Linked DNA regions of Ovis aries: region 1 is linked to region 2. The links are chromatin contacts, called in public Hi-C maps. All regions are on one chromosome and are shown on one strand. Each heading gives the region's core, a stretch centred on a gene start, on an enhancer-like site or on the middle of the called end of the contact. The rest is flanking DNA. Distances are from core to core; before and after follow the strand shown. Region 1 overlaps SLC9A8 (solute carrier family 9 member A8). Region 2 has its middle 91 kb from the start of B4GALT5.

Region 1 (3,285 bases), core at 105-2,604, 200 kb before region 2:
AGGGAAAAGTGCAGGCAGTGGACAGAAGTCTCTAAATTCACTTTCAACTCACATTAGTCCCTTTCACATAAACTGTCACATTTTCTGCTGGAAAGTCAGCTTCAAAGAATTTTTCTCTCAAGAAACTATTTTCCTCAAATTCTGAGTAAGTTTATTTCCCTCTACTCCAAAAAAATTAGAAGATAAAAACTTTACATGTGCTAATATAATAACCAGTGTCATGTTTTTAAATCAAACAATCATTTTCGGGAGTTCCAGTTCAGCGGTTAGGACTCCATGTCTCACTGCCGAGGGCTCAGGTTCAATCCCTGGTCAGGAAACTAAAATCCCACACACCGAGCAGCACACTAAAAAGAACATAATATGCACACTGCTTTCTTCACTACTGTTGTGAAGTATTCTCACATTCTGCTCTCAGTTCTTCCAAGATTTGTCCACAAAATTAAACAGTAAAAGACACTGACCTTCAAATCTTTCTTGCTTGTTTTTCTAACAATTATCTGACGTCAGTTTTATAAGATATAGGATTTTTTTTCTTTTGGTTAATACACAGTAAAATGGTAACTAAAAAAATCTGTACTGAACATCTTAATTCTGCTTTACTATTCAGGAGGAAAACTAAAGATTTAATTTGTATGTTTTTACCAAAACTCTCATGACAAATTTAATTCTCAAGTTTATTATGTTATAAACATTATTTAATTTTTATTTTTAATTGGAGTATAATTGCTTTACAATGTTGTGTTAGTCTCTGCTGAACGAAGGGAAACAGCTGTATGCATAAATGTATCCCCTATTAAATTCTTATTGATAATAACATTGCCTAGAGGCTCTGATTCTTTTTGATTTCCTGGATTGAAGCTCGCCAGGCTCCTCTGTCTATAGGATTTCCCAGGGAAGAATACGGGACTGGGTTGCCATTTCCTTCTCCAAATAGTCAGTCAGGTTATAACAGATAATACAAGAAGCACTACCAATTATTTAATGTGGTGAGTGGTGAGTTGCTGACATTCTTTCATCTAATGTAAATCTCAAAGCAACCTAGGAGGTAGGGTTTTGGGGATCTTTTTGTTTGTTATTTTAAAATTTCTACTCTACTCAAAACGGGGCATCCCCTGTGGCTCAGCAGCAAAGAATCCACCGGCAGTGCAGGAGCCGCAGGAGCCGTGGGCTTGATCTCTGGGTTAGGATTATCTCCTGGATATCTCCAGGATGACAACCCACTCCAGTATTCTTGCCTGGAGAATCCCATGGACAGAGGAGCCTGGCGGGCTACAGTCCACAGAGTCGCAGTCGGATACGACTGAAGCAACTTAGCACACAGGCACTACTCAAAAGGAACCCATAGAGGGCAGCACATGACTAGACACGGGTCTCTGGGTCCAAAATCCAGGCTCTTCCCCTCTCCAAGGACAGGCCAAACCTCAAGTCCTTCCAACCCTCAAATTTTTTAAAAATCACATTTACAAAATAACTGTTGTACACTAGTATTTTAAGTTGAATCACCTTCTTATTTCAAAACTTAAATACACGAATATTTTAAAAGAACTCACAAAGAAAAGCCTAGGGTACACAAAGTGAGAAGCTCCTGCCCAGGCAGAAAGAGCCCCACGGAAGCTCGAGGACAGAGACCAGAAATGTCAGACCAAAGCAGAGAACCGGGCAGGGCCAGACGCTGCGCTGCAGGGTCAGGAGCCAAGAATGGGCAGAGTAACTGTGGGAGTCAGCGATGGGCCAGAAGGAGCTGGAAGCCTCGGGGGAAGGTAGCGCTCTCCTCTGGAGAGGAGAAGCAGGGCCAGGGAGGGGCTGGGAAGGAACGGGGACGGGGCTTAAGTCGGGGGGCTTAAGTCGGGTGTCTGAAGGGTGGGTGGGCCCAAGGAGGGAGAGAGGGAGAAACAGGAGTGGGAGAGAATCAGCAGGCCCGGGGCACCCGTCCTATCATCGCAGGACACAGTCTGACTTTTTAACATGGGTCATTCTACCTCCAAGAGGAGTCAGTATAACAGCCACGTGCATTAAAATCACTTTGGGAGACTTTTCTGGTGGTCCAGTGTATAGAAATACACCTTCCAATGCAGGGGATGTGGGTTCGATCCCTGCTCGGGGAGCCAAGATCCCATAGACCTCAGGGTAACTAAGTCTTTGTGCTGCAACTACTGAGCGTCAACTAGAAAGAAGCCCGTGCACCGTCACGAGAGACCCATGTGCCACAATGACAATCCCGCGTGCAGCAACTAAGGGCTGGCGCAGCCAAATAAACACATATTTCTAAAAAGATCACTTTGGTCACCTCTAAGCAAAGGACCCCTCTAAGGAAAGCACTAGTAAGCCACACTGCCTGAAACCACGAAAGCAGCCCACTGATCGTGTCTGCTCCTCTTCACAAGTCAGGCATGATGGTCCAGCTTCCACCTCATATCCCAGGCTGTTCACACAGAGCCACCGCTGCTAAATTAACACCCAAGCTTCTAAGGAAACACAGGGAGTCACCCAGACCAAAAGCACTAATGCGTGCCCAAGTCTTACCTTGTGCAACGAATATCCTGACTCAAATATAATAGGTGGAAGCAAGAGGAGGAAAAACATATTTGGACGAAACATTTCTTCCTCCTGTAAACATAAAATGGGTATTTTCAGAGGCATGGGATTAAGAAATAAATCCATCAGTGAAGAGCCAAAGTCATTCTTCTCTTGGAACCTGGCCCAGTGGAAACATACAAAGTTTAAATCGCCACCTGATGATAAAAGCAAACAAAAGCAGTGACAAAACAAACAAACAAAGACCTCAAAAGAAAACCTATGTGTAAAAATGTAGAACAAATGATTTTTAAAGGTGCCCAGAAAAATAAACAGCGGAATGAACTGCTTCCAAATGTACAGCAGTAGGCTCTTCATTCTACTAAGGAAAGTAAATTAATTTTAATATAGAAAACATTTCAATTCAAAAAGAACATTCTCAAAATCAAGTCCACAAATTGGAATTCCTCCAGGGAAAAGGTAAAAGCCCTAAAACAATTCACTCAGAGGGAGGGTAAACCCCACTCATGTTTAAAACAGCCCTGCCTTTTCTCTGCTTATCACAGACAACTATGCTATGTTCCTAAAAAGAAATATATTAAGCATATGACAACAAAGGTAGAAGGCCCGCCAGCAGGAGAGTTTGGAAACAGAACCACATGGGAAGAAAACACCGCTCCATCACTGTTCTTCCCTCCCCCCCCCCCCCCCCCCCCCCCCCCCCCCGGCACCAGGTTTCCAAACAGGCCCTGCTTCCTACTGTGGCTT
Region 2 (2,955 bases), core at 98-2,597:
CTTAGTTGCGGCGTGCGAGATCTAGTTCTCTGACCAGGGATGGAACCCAAGCCCCCTGCATTAAGAGCTCGGAGTCTTAGCCACTGGACCAGCAGGGAAGTCCTGGTGGTTTCACCCCATGTTAGAGGTGAGGGAACTGAAGCTCGGAGAGTGGGATGATGTGGCCAAGGTCACTCAGCTGGGGGCGGGGTGCAGGGGCTGGACTTACAATGCGGCCATGGGACCTCAAACCCTTCACATGACTGCCCCATGTGTCCAGGTGACCGGGCCGCACGCGTTTCTCTCCCCAACCCGGGGAAACTTGACTCTCCTGGGAAGCTCCTGACTTTCAAATGTTGCCAGCCAGTGCTTCCTGGGAGCTGACAAGAGGGAGCCGCCCTCTTGGGTTGCCCCAGGTCTTTCCCATCTGGTCACGAATGAGCCTTTGTGTGGCAGGTTTAGCCCAGCCCCTGTCTACACGACACAGCTTCCTGATGACTCAGGGGCTCCTAGCCAGCAGCTGTGCCTGGCCCAGGAGCCCACCCCCCAAATGAGCAGACAGGCCTACTTGAAGTCAGGCACTTGGGCCTGAGCAGCGCCCCAGGGGTCTTTGCAAATGCTTTTGCCTCTGTCAGGAACCAGCCCCTTCTCATCCTTCAAGTCACAACTCAAAGCCACCATTCCAAAGAGAGGCCCTTCCTGACCATCTGGCTCACCAGAACATGCGCTCTAAGAGGGCAGGGATTCACTATGCAAAGAAATTAACATTTTGATAAAATCTTTTCTGCTAGTGATACATGGGGTAAAAATACTCAGGCAATTGGGTAGAGAGTGTCTGGAACAGGGAGTCTCTGAGGTGGTGATAGCTGAGCAGAGACTGGAAGGAATGGAGCAGCCCTGCCAATATCTGGGGGGAAACAGCAAGTGCAAGGGTTCGGAGGCAGGGATATGCAGATGAGTGGGAGGAGCTTCGAGGAGGCCAGTGTGTCCCGCGCAGAGTGGCTAAGCGAAGGGCAGGGCTAGATTTTTCCCTCTAGGGCATGACCTGGCAATGTCTGAAGACAATTTTGGTGGTCACACAAGGGAGTTAATATTCCCTTGTGGCTCAGCTAGTAAAGAATCCGCCTGCAATGCAGGAGACCTGGATTCGATCCCTGGGTAGGGAAGATCCCCTGGAGAAGGGAAAGGCTACCCACTCCACTATTCTAGCCTGGAGAATTCCATGGACCGTATAGTCCATGGGGTCGCAAAGAGTCGGACACAACTTTCACTTTCACTAGGGAGTGAGGGTATGCGGCTGACGAGTGAGCGGAGGCCAGAGATGCCTCAATGCTCCGGACACCTCTGATCACAGAGGCCCTGTTCAGACGTGGCTAGCTGAGAGAGGCTGGCCTGAGCGGGGAGGGCGGAGCCGACTGTGTCCGCCGAGGGCAGCCTCGGGTCTGCCTGCTGTGCGCTGGTGCCACCTGGTGGTCTCATGACACACTGCACCAGCTTCCGGAGGCGCTGAGTCTCCCTGCCACAGTGACACCAATAACATCCGTGCAGTGCTTGCCGGTGACTCGCAGTGTGCCAGGTCAATGCAGGATATTTTATTCCGATGAGCTCAGACTCCACATCCCCACTCCCTGAGCCTGCCCCAGAAGCTCAGGGAGTCGGTCATCCCCAGCCCATCTCCTGCTCAGAACATGGCTCCCACTTCTCATTCACAGAAAAAACCAAAGTCCCTAGATGGCTCCAACGGCCCCTGCCCTCCTACTGAAAGTCAAAACACACTGCAGCCTGCTTTCCCCTCCTTCTCACTCTTATTTTTTTTTTATATACAATGAGAATCACCAAGTGGCTTATTTATCTTGCCCATCTCCTCTAGGTGAACAGCTCCCTGGGGGCAGGAGCTATCTGTTTGTTCACTGGTCTCTCTCTGGCACTCAGCCCCAGGCCTGGTACACAGTAGGTGTGCAACAAACACTTGTTGAATGAATGGACGGGGATGGATCTGCCCAACCTTTCCCGTCTGGCACTTGGAACTTTGTGGGTTTTAATCTCACCTCCATCACCAAGGCTGTGTGACCTTGATCAGGCTCATTAACCTCTCTGGGCCTCGGCTTCCTAAGAATAAAAACAGTACCCTCCTCACTGCATTCTGAAAGCATGAGGTGCATTCCTCCACAAGGGTTTACAACAGTGTGGTGCCCAGTGGGTGCTTAATAAGGGGGCAGTCCTGTACCTCAGACCCCATTCCTGGCCTTCATCCCCCTCCCCTGTCCACCCCAAAGGGAACGGCTCCGAGTCTCAGTCTCCTAAGAGTCCTCTGCGCAGTAGGTGCTCCTTAAATCCCGTGTTGAGAGAAGGACACTGACGATTGAGGAGGGCCTCCTGTTTGCCATGCACTATTAGACAAGCTCTCCTGCCCTGGTTTATGGGTGAAGAAACTGAGGCTTCCACAGTGGCAGAAGCAGGACCTGTCCCTCAAAGGTGGCGAGGTGACTTCCTTCCATCCAGCTCTGAGGGTGCAGTGTTAGTTGCTCAGTTGTGTCCGACTCTTTGCAACCCCATGGAGTGTAGCCCGCCAGGCTCCTCTGTCCGTGGGATTCTCCAGGCAGGAATCCTGAAGTGGGTAGCCATTCCCTTCTCCAGGGGATCTTCCCAACCCAGGGATTGAACCTGGGTGCCCCAATGGCACCCCACTCCAGTACTCTTGCCTGGAAAATCCCATGGATGGAGGAGCCTGGTGGGCTGCAGTTCATGGGGTCACTAGTAGTTGGACACAACTGAGCGACTTCACTTTCACTTTTCACTTTCATGCACTGGAGAAGGAAATGGCAGCCCACTCCAGTGTTCTTGCCTGGCGAGTCCCAGGGACGGGGGAGCCTAGTGGGCTGCCGTCTCTGGGGTCGCATAGAGTTGGACACGACTGAAGCGACTTAGCAGCAGCAGCAGCAGCCCCGGATTGCAGGCAGATTCTTTACTATTCTT

Evidence for each region. A called contact is a pair of places that touch in the nucleus more often than the background predicts.
Region 1: a contact with region 2 is called in a Hi-C map of liver, with 4 times the contacts expected there. The contact joins two enhancer-like sites. A contact is called at or near these places in 10 of 16 Hi-C or Micro-C datasets (blood, hypothalamus, liver and 5 more).

Annotation. Positions count from the first base shown.
Region 1 is chr13:77,949,595-77,952,879 of ARS-UI_Ramb_v3.0, reverse strand. SLC9A8 (solute carrier family 9 member A8) reads right to left here. Exons shown (of 16, transcript XM_012189330.5): 5 at 2,527-2,610. Among named protein-coding and RNA genes, the nearest start is that of SLC9A8, 28 kb to the right of the region's middle. Within about 2 kb of position 1,354, at least 3 of the 54 cell types and tissues checked have an H3K27ac peak or open chromatin away from gene starts, as enhancers often do. A contact at or near this core is called in liver, where this site is marked.
Region 2 is chr13:77,746,018-77,748,972 of ARS-UI_Ramb_v3.0, reverse strand. No RefSeq gene overlaps it. Among named protein-coding and RNA genes, the nearest start is that of B4GALT5, 91 kb to the left of the region's middle. Within about 2 kb of position 1,347, at least 35 of the 54 cell types and tissues checked have an H3K27ac peak or open chromatin away from gene starts, as enhancers often do. A contact at or near this core is called in liver, where this site is marked.